Regions from separate parts of the Mus musculus genome. Here all the other regions are linked to region 2. The links are chromatin contacts, called in public Hi-C and promoter capture Hi-C maps. All regions are on one chromosome and are shown on one strand. The core of a region is the stretch at or near the end of the contact, and the rest is flanking DNA. Distances in the headings are between cores, read along the strand shown. Region 1 overlaps Snrk (SNF related kinase). Region 2 holds the start of 1700048O20Rik (RIKEN cDNA 1700048O20 gene). Region 3 holds the start of Nktr (natural killer tumor recognition sequence).

Evidence for each region. Promoter capture Hi-C pulls out the DNA fragments that hold promoters and counts their contacts. Hi-C and Micro-C count contacts between places; a contact is called where the count stands out from the background.
Region 1: a contact with region 2 is called in a Hi-C map of stem cell-derived neural stem cells, with 1.7 times the contacts expected there. The contact joins the enhancer-like site here to the promoter of 1700048O20Rik in region 2. A contact is called at or near these places in 2 of 39 promoter capture datasets (embryonic stem cells and hippocampal neurons), 12 of 484 Hi-C or Micro-C datasets (the N1E-115 cell line, brain, cerebral cortex and 5 more), 2 of 115 datasets of contacts at active chromatin or transcription factors (embryonic stem cells and pancreatic cancer cells) and 5 of 9 other capture datasets (adipose tissue, embryonic stem cells, liver and 2 more).
Region 3: a contact with region 2 is called in a promoter capture Hi-C map of pre-B cells. The contact joins the promoter of Nktr here to the promoter of 1700048O20Rik in region 2. A contact is called at or near these places in 3 of 39 promoter capture datasets (the C10 cell line, cranial neural crest and pre-B cells), 4 of 115 datasets of contacts at active chromatin or transcription factors (the 230-238 cell line, the SCID.adh cell line, extraembryonic endoderm stem cells and 1 more) and 1 of 9 other capture datasets (liver).

Annotation. Positions count from the first base shown.
Region 1 is chr9:122,169,184-122,172,659 of GRCm38.p6, reverse strand. It overlaps Snrk (SNF related kinase), which reads right to left. Exons shown (of 8, transcript NM_001357775.1): 8 at 2,958-3,476. Among named protein-coding and RNA genes, the nearest start is that of Snrk, 54 kb to the right of the region's middle. Within about 2 kb of position 1,654, at least 15 of the 459 cell types and tissues checked have an H3K27ac peak or open chromatin away from gene starts, as enhancers often do. A contact at or near this core is called in stem cell-derived neural stem cells, where this site is marked.
Region 2 is chr9:121,935,743-121,938,912 of GRCm38.p6, reverse strand. It overlaps 1700048O20Rik (RIKEN cDNA 1700048O20 gene), which reads right to left and starts at 1,638. Exons shown (of 5, transcript NR_033553.1): 1 at 1,594-1,638; 2 at 751-937.
Region 3 is chr9:121,717,244-121,720,807 of GRCm38.p6, reverse strand. It overlaps Nktr (natural killer tumor recognition sequence), which reads right to left and starts at 1,627. Exons shown (of 17, transcript NM_010918.2): 1 at 1,513-1,627; 2 at 1,263-1,349. The coding sequence starts at 1,320.

The DNA.
Region 1 (3,476 bases), core at 405-2,904, 230 kb before region 2:
GGTCACACAAAATAAGTTACCAAACCAGGCTACACATCATTTCAGAAAACAAGTTTTGTATTTTTAAAAAGACTGGAGTAATCGTATTCTGATGAGAAGACAGAATCCAGCTAGAAAACTCAGCAGGGACTGAGATGGGAAATCCCCATACTTGGAAATTAAGCACCTTGTAAAACAACACAATGTAATGATTTATTTATTTGTACGTGTATGGGGTATTTGCCTGCAGGATGTCTGTACACTATGTGTGTCTTGCCCAAGGAGGCCACAAGAGGGTATTGGATCATTCAGGCCTGGAGTCACTGATGGTTGTGAGCTGCCATGTGGGTGCTGGGAATTGAACCCAGGTTGTCTGTAAGAGCAGGCAGTGCTCTTGGCCTTTGAGCCACTTCTCTGGTTTAGTTTAAATGGACCTCTTACATTTCTGGGTAGAGAACAGACAACAGAAGTAGAAAACCCTGGGGAACTTTCAGTGAGTGAAGGTGGAGTCACATACCAGGGTGCCGGCAGGAGAGGTTCAGGCAGGACCAACACAGAGGCTAAGAAAGACTCACTCAGTCACAGAAGGATGCTGGGATCTTGGCTTCATGGCCAGGGTGGCAGAAAAACAGAGCCAAAATGAGACTTCCTCTCAAACTGTCTTTTATCAGATATTTTATCTCAGCAACAAAATTAGTGCAGAACAGTAGGCTCACTGCCATGATCAATCTGTGTGGGTCTGAGGCCTTTGGGACTATTTTCCAGGAGAAATGTGAGAGTTTTGGAACTTTGGGCCAGAAAAACTCTCAAATCCTGTTAAGTGGGGATCGATGGGTCATTCTGGAAGGAACCTGGAAGACAGGTATACTGAGAGAAATGAAGGCAGTGGAGGTCCCCTCATGAAGTTCCAGAGACATGACTTCCTTAGGAGCTGGGCTAGACGCTATTCAAAGTATATTCTAGCAAAGATCACCCATCTCCCAAGATCTTGAGATGAACTTAAGTGGACTGATTTGTTTGATGGAAGAAATTTCAAGACATTAGACCATTCAAGCTATGACATAGCTATTCCACGCTGCTGTTTTACATATCCATGGTGAAAAATGAGCAAAAATCTGGGCAAGATCTTTAAAATTCAGTTTGATGGGGGAAAAGATTTCAAGCAAATTAAAAAGTCCCAGACAAAGAGCATGCATACACCAGCACTGCTGTTGCTGTGGAGATTAGCACCAAGGAGACCAGTGCTCCTGCTAAGAAGCCCTAGGGAAAGACCCAACCTCATGGAGGGCCTGTCCTATGAAAACAGTGTGCTGTGCTCAGGATGGCAATGCACCTGCTTTCTCTCTGAGTTCAGAGATGTTTACTCTGAACCATTGTGTGCTGGAAGCTTGTTCATTTTACAGGTGCTCATGGCTGATACGGCTTTGCATTTCGGATGAGACTCGGGCTCAGGACCTTTTAGATATGCTGGAACTGTTAAAGACTATGGGGCTTCTGAAGTTAGACTGAATGCAGTTTGCATTGAGACAGCCACAAACCTGTCTGTCTCAGGGAAGGAAGGGGTAGACGTGCTGTGTTTGGATACCAAGCTGGCAAGGGACAGAGTAGGATCCAGGATCACCTAGGAGACAATCCTGTCCTTACCTGAGAGGATTATCTAGATTTAGCCTTGGGGAGAAGGAGGAGGTCTGTGAGGAATTAAAGATTAGCTGAGGTAGACAAACCTATCCTAATTGCCAGACAAATGAGAGCTGAGCAGCAGCACACACACTCTGGTTCCTGACTCTAGATGCATATGACAATCTATGGCTATCCCGAGCTCCCACCTCCATGCCTTCCCCACTATGGTGGACTTTATTCTCGAGCCAAAACATACCATGCCTCCTTTAAACTGTCAGCCAAGGTAAACAAGCAACCAGTACAGGCCGCTACTAAGAATTCCTGTTCGTAGAACTTCTGCCGTTGCCATTTGAGGAGCGAGTACCACCAGGACAGGAAGAATTCCAAAGGCTTGGGAGAGTGACATGCTGGCTAGATGTATCTATGTATTGAGTCAGAGGTGGTGGGTATGTGTTCCTGGGGGAGATATAGGTATGTCTGGAAGGCTTGCTGGCCTATGGTCTTGAGTTTGCACCAGTTAGTTAAAGTCAACGTTGACTCATCTCTTTGAGGCAGAGAGGAAGAGGAGTCTAGAAAGATGGCATATCTCTAGCTGGAAGAACCCAACTTAGCAAATTCTCTCACACAACTGATGTTGGACCCTGGGCTGTGACTGCCGAAGACCAGTGGGAAAGCAGAGGAAAAAGCAAGCTGATCTTGCCACAAGACCTTGTTTTGGATGTGTGAAAATGGATTATGGAAATAGTTACACAAACCATTGAATGCTCTAAAACTGACTGAATTGTGTTACAGTCAAATAGTGTACCACGTGAGATGTCTCTCAAGTCATTCCAAGATCTGTCTTCTGGATTTTGCAAATGAAGGTTATGCTGACCAGCAAAGTCACCGAGCCAGGATGCAGCAGTAAGAGGACCTAGTGTGCCAGCAATGTGAGGAAGTGGACTGCAGGTGGGGCAGCTTTTGGCTAGAGTGGCTGCCAATGACTACGACAGGCCTCATGGCTGCCAGGGAGAGGGCAGACCTTGGTACCACAGTAAAGGAAGGGCAGAACACGTGCGGACATACAAAGCAGACTGTGGGGGCGTGTGGCAGTTCTAATGGCTTTGTTTGCTAAAGTAGGAACCAGCCAAATGAGGACAAGCAGATGAAACAGAATTAAGTTCTGGATTCCTTCTGTCCAGACGGTTTAAAGGAAATGCTGCCCTTTGGATAGTAAACTAGGCCTCTCTGGTGCCACCTGACACCGGTGGATAGAACTGTTTTTTTCAGCCCCACCAAGTGAGCAGGGCCCACAGAAAGCAAACCGCATCTCCTAGTGCTGGACTGGGCATGTCTCATAAAAGGAACACAGACTCGGCTTCTATTGCTGAACATCAGTATGTCACTTTATTATTGGATTATTTCCCATCTGTCACATACCTGTCAATGTTCACACAAGGAAAAAGACTGGTCAGAACTAGAGGCATCTGACCAATTAGCTGACAAGTTTGTGTTCTCAGCACATACCAACTCTGGCTCTAGGACATCTTTGTTCAGGCTCATGACTATTAAAATTGGTGTCAAGATTGTCACATCTTTAAATACAGATAGAATTCCAGAAGTACATAATTATATATATATACACACAGAAAAATACAAGACTAACTTTCCCACAATATTTAATTATACACTACTGTAACTCGGCTAGGGGACGAGTCCCTGGCTACAGCAAGGACGTAGTTTGGTCCACTATGGGTGTGGTGGTTCTGCTCCTTCCCTCTGTGACGACACCCGTGACACTGTGACGACACCCCGTGACACACAACACATGCACAGACATCCACTTGTCAACAAATGGGTAAGACAGCACTCAACAGACATTGTGTACCCAGAGGGTC
Region 2 (3,170 bases), core at 389-2,888:
CAAATATTCTAGTACAGGGAAGCAAAGCAGTCTCGTTTCTTAGTTATATTTTCTGCTCTGGGTAAATTCATCCTTTAATAATTAGAAAGTAAGCCTGCTGTCGTTCAGAGGAGTGGATGGGCGAGATTTGTGCTTGAAGATAATACCTGAGATGTGAACAACTGCCTGTGGCATGGATATCTAACAGATAAAAATATGAAGAGTATAAAGGACGGTACAAAGAGCTAAGTCAAGACATTTTTCATATAAACATCGAAAACTGTTAGATCCAACACACATTAGGTGCTTTCTTACAAATACCTTTTTGGGAATTAACATTAACACACTAATCAGCAGCACTAAGGTTTAAGTCATGGAAGACACCCTGACAAAAATGCCATGTCCTCCGCTGCCTTGTCCTACACTTCAGGTCCGCCTGCTTAAGGCCCACTGTGCCATTTTCCTGCACAATCTTCCTGCCTGCATCTCAAGCTGTTCTGCTCCAAGCCTCTTCCTCACCGACCCGGGTGTCACCCTCCCTGCCCAGCCTCATTGGGGCCTCCATGTCTCTCCCTGTAGTTAGGCTGTAGAAGCCTTTGACCCTCAGCGCCCTCTTCCCGCCCAGGCGTCGCGTCCACAGCGCCCTCTTTCCATTTCAGACCGCGCCCCTCTCTCCAGCACCCCGGTAGGCAAGCCTGGGGCCCAAGAGGACCACCTTCCCTCCCTCAGGTCCATGCCAACCAAGCCTTCCTCATGTTTCCTCACACTCACCTACGGAGGGATTCTAACGGCCTCTCACCATCCACGCTCTCAGGTTTTAAAGATTCCTGGCCCGGAAATACATCATCTCACCGACCGGCCAATCCTCTGTGAGTCTCTCTAGGAATCTTGGAGGACCCCATAATCTTGATCGCGCTGTGCGTGGTCTAGCGAGAGTCAGGCTTCTTGACAAAGCGACCTCGTCAGAGAGGAGGCAAGAGCAAGAAGAAAGGTTGTTTATTCCACTGAGCAGTGGGCAGTGGACCTGCCCAAGTGAACTTAGGAGCAGGAGGGCTGACTCCCTATTGAAGATGCTAAACATTTTCCCACCCTACATGGCTCACCCATACAAGGCTGCTTTTCTCTGTTTCTAACTGAAGTTCCTAAGCAGCGCTACAAACCCCTCAAAGCGGTGGCCCGCCCCTCCTTCCTGTCCCAGCCTACAAGATGCCCACAGGAGCTGTCAAAAATGACGTCTCCACAACACCTCTTCTGCCTGCAACTGACACAGGTGGCACATTTCCTTTCCCACCTCAGCAGGAGCTGTCTGGAAGAAGCAAGCACTCTGCAAATCAGTCCAAGTGGCAGCCAGCCCCTCCTTCCTGCTCCAACCTATAGCCAGTAAGATGCCCCTCCGGAACTGTCAAAGAATGGCAGCAAGAGGACATTTCCTCAGTCTGCAGGAGGCTCATCCCCTTTCCCGCCATCAGCAGGAGCTGTCCCTCAAGAGTTGTCTATGGTGGCAACACCTTTCTTGCCTCAGCCTACAGCCTTAGGAACTATCTATCCCACAGGAGCTGTCCACAGTGGCAGCACCTCCTCTCCACCTCCCCAGCAGTTCCACAGAGATGCTACCTCAACCAAAGCCACCTGCAGCCAGGAAGGACCTCTCATCCTAACCCATAGGTCTAATGCAGGGAAAAGGTGGTGGGGAAAAAAGCCACCAATCACTGAGCAGGAGAACCCACCAATCACTGAGCAGGAGAACCCACCAATCCCTGAGCAGGAGAACCCACCAATCCCTGAGCAGGAGAACCCACCAATCCCTGAGCTCCCCAAACTCAGGACTTGAAATCTCACCAATCCTCATCCGGGAAATCTCTGCTCTGAAAAGCTTTGCCTCCTAAGAAATTCTACATAAGCCCTGCCCTTTGTCCAATTCTCTGCTGTCTGCTTCTGGGAACAGAGGGCAGCCAGCCATGTCTGGATTCATCCCTCCTTACCCTGAATAAATCTCTTTCATGAGACTTTCCACCTATCGTGACTCTCTCATCAGGAAAAGCCAAGAAGCAATAAAAAGATGGAACCGAGTGAGAAAGTGGAGCAGGGCTACCTTCCCCTGGGAGCTACAATGCCTCTGCTGAGGAGGCTTCCTATCGGCCGTGTCTCAGGGTTCCCTTCCACTGGGATACCTGACCCTTCCCCCTCAGAACTGTGCGGTTCCTGGGCTTCCAAGGCCCAGGTTTCCCTGCCATCTGGGCAGAACCACTTACAAGGACCTATAGGAGGAGTCAGAGGTGTGGAAGATCTGAATGTGGCTGGATTCATTTAGAAAGTATGGATGCCTTCCAAGAAACCTTGAGGGCCAGTTGAACAGAAGTCCAGGCTTGAACTAAGTGATCTCATTGTGTACCACAAAGACATTTAACATTAAAAAAAAAAAGTGGTGCAAAAAATTTGTAGACTTATTTAGACTGGGCTTCCCAGATGCAGACTCAAGCACCAGCAATGGGCGTGCTTGCCTGGCTCCTGCTGCCACCTCTGATATCTCCGAGAGGGGTTGAGCTTTATACTGTTCTATCTCTTACTCATGCTCAACTTTTCTTTGTTAGAGTAGAGATGCAGAGACAAGGGATAAGCAACTCCACAGAGCACCTGCCCTCCCCCCACCCCTCACTTATAGACCTGTGTCTACAGGTCAGGAAAGAGGTAATGTGAGGCTCTAGAGATGAGAAAATGAGGTTAGCCATTTCTAGGAGAGCTGAGCTTGCAGTGAGGCCACTGTTTGCGGAGCAGGGTATTTCAGCTGGCAGGTGGTAAGAATCAGGGCATCAGCTAAGGTGTGGCACATGGGGACAAGATGTCACTAAATGTGACTTGGTGCCACTAGAGCTGATATTTTCTGCCGTTTGTTTTGTGATGGGTTGGGAGAGCAATGGGGCCAGACTTCAGGCATAGATTTCAGAGGGCTGCTTTGGGCTGAATTGGGATGTTGCCATGGAACAGATTTTGGAATTAGAGATTTTGGAGGAGCCAGATGTTGTTGCCATGACTTTTGGTGGTGTCCTGAATCAAGGGGTTCAGTCTGAAGAGGACAAAGGGCTTAGATAGCCCATATCTCATTTATTATTTTATGTGTACGGGTGTTTTACCTGCATGTCTGTGCACCGTGTGCATGTAGTGCCCACAAAGGCCAGAAAAGAATATTAGGT
Region 3 (3,564 bases), core at 378-2,877, 220 kb after region 2:
ACAGAAAAACCCTGTCTTGAAATACAAAAACAAAACAAAATTTAAAAGGTTAAAAATAGAAGACGCCTGAAAAAAAAAAGACATTAAACGAAGATGTATAGCCATGTTAAGTACATTCTTTTCAAGACTGACATCCATCTGTGGTGTTGGGGATCAAAGTCAGGTCCTTGGTTATTCGAGGAAAATACTTCCCAGTTATATTCCTATTACTTTCTGAGTATGTTAATACATTAGTTTTGCAAAAAAAAAAAAAAAATCCGTGAAAAATCTCCAGAGTAAGTTTGGTAAATGCTAAATAAACTGCAGCTACAGTCAGGGTCGAAATGTTAGATGAGAAAAACAGAACGTTTAAGATCGCTCCAATCCTTTGTTCAGAACCGTCACCGTCTTCCTTTTATCCTAGAGCCTGAGTTTTCCTTATTCTGTTCCCTCTACTCCAGCCAGACCGGGACCTTCGCTTTCCCTCAAGAAACACAAGCGCTGTCTCAGAACCCAAGCTAACCGTTGGCTGCCACTACCAAGCACAGTTCTCAAAGGCGTCCCTCCACAGGTTCGGCTTCGCACCTACTCAAATGTCATCTTCTCAAGATGGCCTTTCTCGCTCACCGCCTGACTAAAACAGCACTACTGGAGGGAATGCGGTTTTTACCCCTTCACTTCCTGCCTCTTTCCCCCAGGACGTCAACATAAAAGAAGCAGCAGCCCTGCTTTAGTCACTGCTGCCCTTCCAGAGCCCAGGACAAGCAGCTCTCCTGCGAGTCCACTGCGACCTAAGACGTGGCGCACACCACACACCTCCAGTTAAGATCCCTGTCGGTTGAGAACCGCGCATCCGTACACATGTTCCTGCTCGATACACACGCGACCTTTACATGTGTGCGCACCGATGTGTGCAGCAGCCACCTCTCTGCACACAGAGACGTCGACGCCTCGGGATTAATGAATGGCTGCACACTGGACTTCCAAAAAAAAAAAAAAAAAAACCAAACATCGCGGCCGCAGCCTAGGAGCAATCCCGGGGCTACAGAACCCGCACAAGCCCTTCAGTCTCTCCTCTCCAGCCACGTCTCCCGGAGCCAGTACATTCTCGGGAAGGCTCCCGAGGGACAGCGGAGGGCAGCTGGCCGGCTCGTGACCGCGGCGGCTCCGCAGCTCTGGCCGGCCGAGCCCGCCCCGCCCCGCCCCCGCCCGGCTCCGGCTCCGGCTCCGCCGCGTCCACTTCCACCCCGACCCGGGCCCACAGAGGGGCCCGCCCCGCTCACCCGGTTCCCGGTTGATCTCGATGTCGAAGTGACACTGCGGCCGGTCCTGGGCGCCCATCGCGAGCGCAGCAGCGGGACGGCGGCGAGCTGCGGACAGGGAGGAGGGCGCTGAGGGCAGGCGGGCGGCCGGGCGGGGCGGGGCCCGGCCCGCCTGACAGGGACGCGGCCGACGAGAGGCCGCCCCACCCTGCCCACCCGCCCGCCCGCCCACCCCAGCCGCGGCTACCCGCGCTCCCGTCGAGCTTCTCACCTGGCCGCACAGCTCCGGAGAACGCCCTGCCGGCGCCGCCGGAGCCTAACGTCACCAACGGAACGCCACCTCTTCCCCGTGAGGGCCAGCCGGCGAGCGCCACGCCAGAGCTCGCGAGGCCGGACGCAAGCGTCGCGAGAGTTCGTCTCGCCGCCGAGCGGGGTGTGGGGTCGGAGTAGGCGGTCCGCGCCAGGGCTCTCGTGCCCCGCCCCTCAGGATCCCCTGTCCAATCCCGAGTGCGCAGACGTGTGCGAGCTGTCAACCACGGCTCACTCATGCAGCACCGCGAGATTTCTGATTGCGTGGCCAGTGGATGAACGCAGGGTGAATCCCAGGCTTCCGGCCGACGTGGCGGGTGACCTGTTCTCTCTCGTGGTTGATGCGGTCACGCTGTTTGTCTCGCGTTAAAAGAATCGAGGACCAGATGGAGCCAGATGTGCCTCCCTTGCCCGCCAGGGTGAGACGAGGCTGGCCGCCGGCTCGAGGCCAGCCTGGGTCACTTGAGGCTTTCTCAGAAATACAACGAAAGGAAACAAAAATCAAGGCAACAACAAAACCCCGAAGCAAAACACAAACCGTAGCGTTTACACCTGCGCACCAGCGCTTGGTGGGTAAAGGCAGGAGATTCAGAAGTTCAAGGTCAGCCTGAGATACCTGAGACCTGTGAAGAAACCAAACCAGTTGACAGGAGCGATGGTCTAGCAGTTAAGATGGTCTAGAGGCCGCTTTTGCATTGGACCTGGTTCAAAGCCCAGCTCAATAACCGCATGGTGGCTTACAACCATCTCGTTTCAGGGTTTCCATCGCGCTCCCCTGACCTCCGTGGACACCAAGCATGCACATGGTGCCCAGACATACATGCAGGCAAAACAGAAAGTAAAACCTTACAAAAGGAAAGTCTGTGAGCAATAATACACAGCCTTTAATCCCAGCGGCTCGAGAGGCAGAGGTAGGTGGCTCTCAGTCTGAGGTCAGTCAGTTCTACATATTGTCTTCCTGGCCAGTCAGGGCTAGGTAGATCCTGTCTCAAAACAAAAGGTACACAATAAGAATGTGCTGTTGGGGCTGGCGAGATGGCTCAGTGGTTAAGAGCGCCGACTGCTCTTCTGAAGGTCCCGAGTTCAAATCCCAGCAACCACATGGTGGCTCACAACCATCCATAATGAAATCTGATGCCCTCTTCTGGAGTGTCTGAAGACAGCTACAGTGTACTTACATATAATAAATAAATCTTTTTTAAAAAATGTGCTGTTGTAGAAAATTTTAATCACAATCAGTGTTGAGGTTGGGTCTGTTACATAAAGCAAAATTCCATATCCAAAAACCTAAACCTACGAGTGACTTACCGTCTTTCCAAGCTTTTGTACCTTGTTCCTTAATTTAAAACTGTTGGTTAAATAAAATTGGCTACAGCCAATTACTGGAGGGATTCGAGGTAGGTGGATTTTGAGTTACCTGGGTGGGAAGAGTAAGGAGAAAAGAGAGACCAAGTGTAGAAGGAGGAATGGGAGAGAGGAAGCCCCCATGGGGGGAGGCAAAGGATGAGCACACAGCCAGAAAAAACAGTCCATATCTGGGGTACACCCAAGGGAGGTAGCCAGGACAGCAGTTAGAAGAGTACATTAGGAGTTACCCTCCACTCATTTATTTATAAGCCGGGATAAGCTTAAATCGGTTCTACTATGTTGTCTCTGTGTTTGGAGAGATGGCTCAGCTGTTGAGTCCTCACTTACGATGGGTATAGTGGCACGCACCTTTAATCACAGCACCCAGCACTTAGTAGGCAAAGACAGGTTGCTCTTTGTGACTCAAAGGCCAGTCTGTCTACACAGAGAGTTCCAGGAAAGACCACAAAGAGAGACTCTATAGTGAGAATTTTGGTTTCTTAGAAAACCCAGTTATAATTGTGTGAATGTCTTTATTTAACCCCAGGTGTGGGATAAGAGACTACTCCACAGCAGGTGATTATGATTTGCCAAGTGCACTGGCAGGGGCATGCTTTTGCCAGCTGTAGATAGTTTACATTCAGAAGTCTAGGGATGCTTCCAAGGG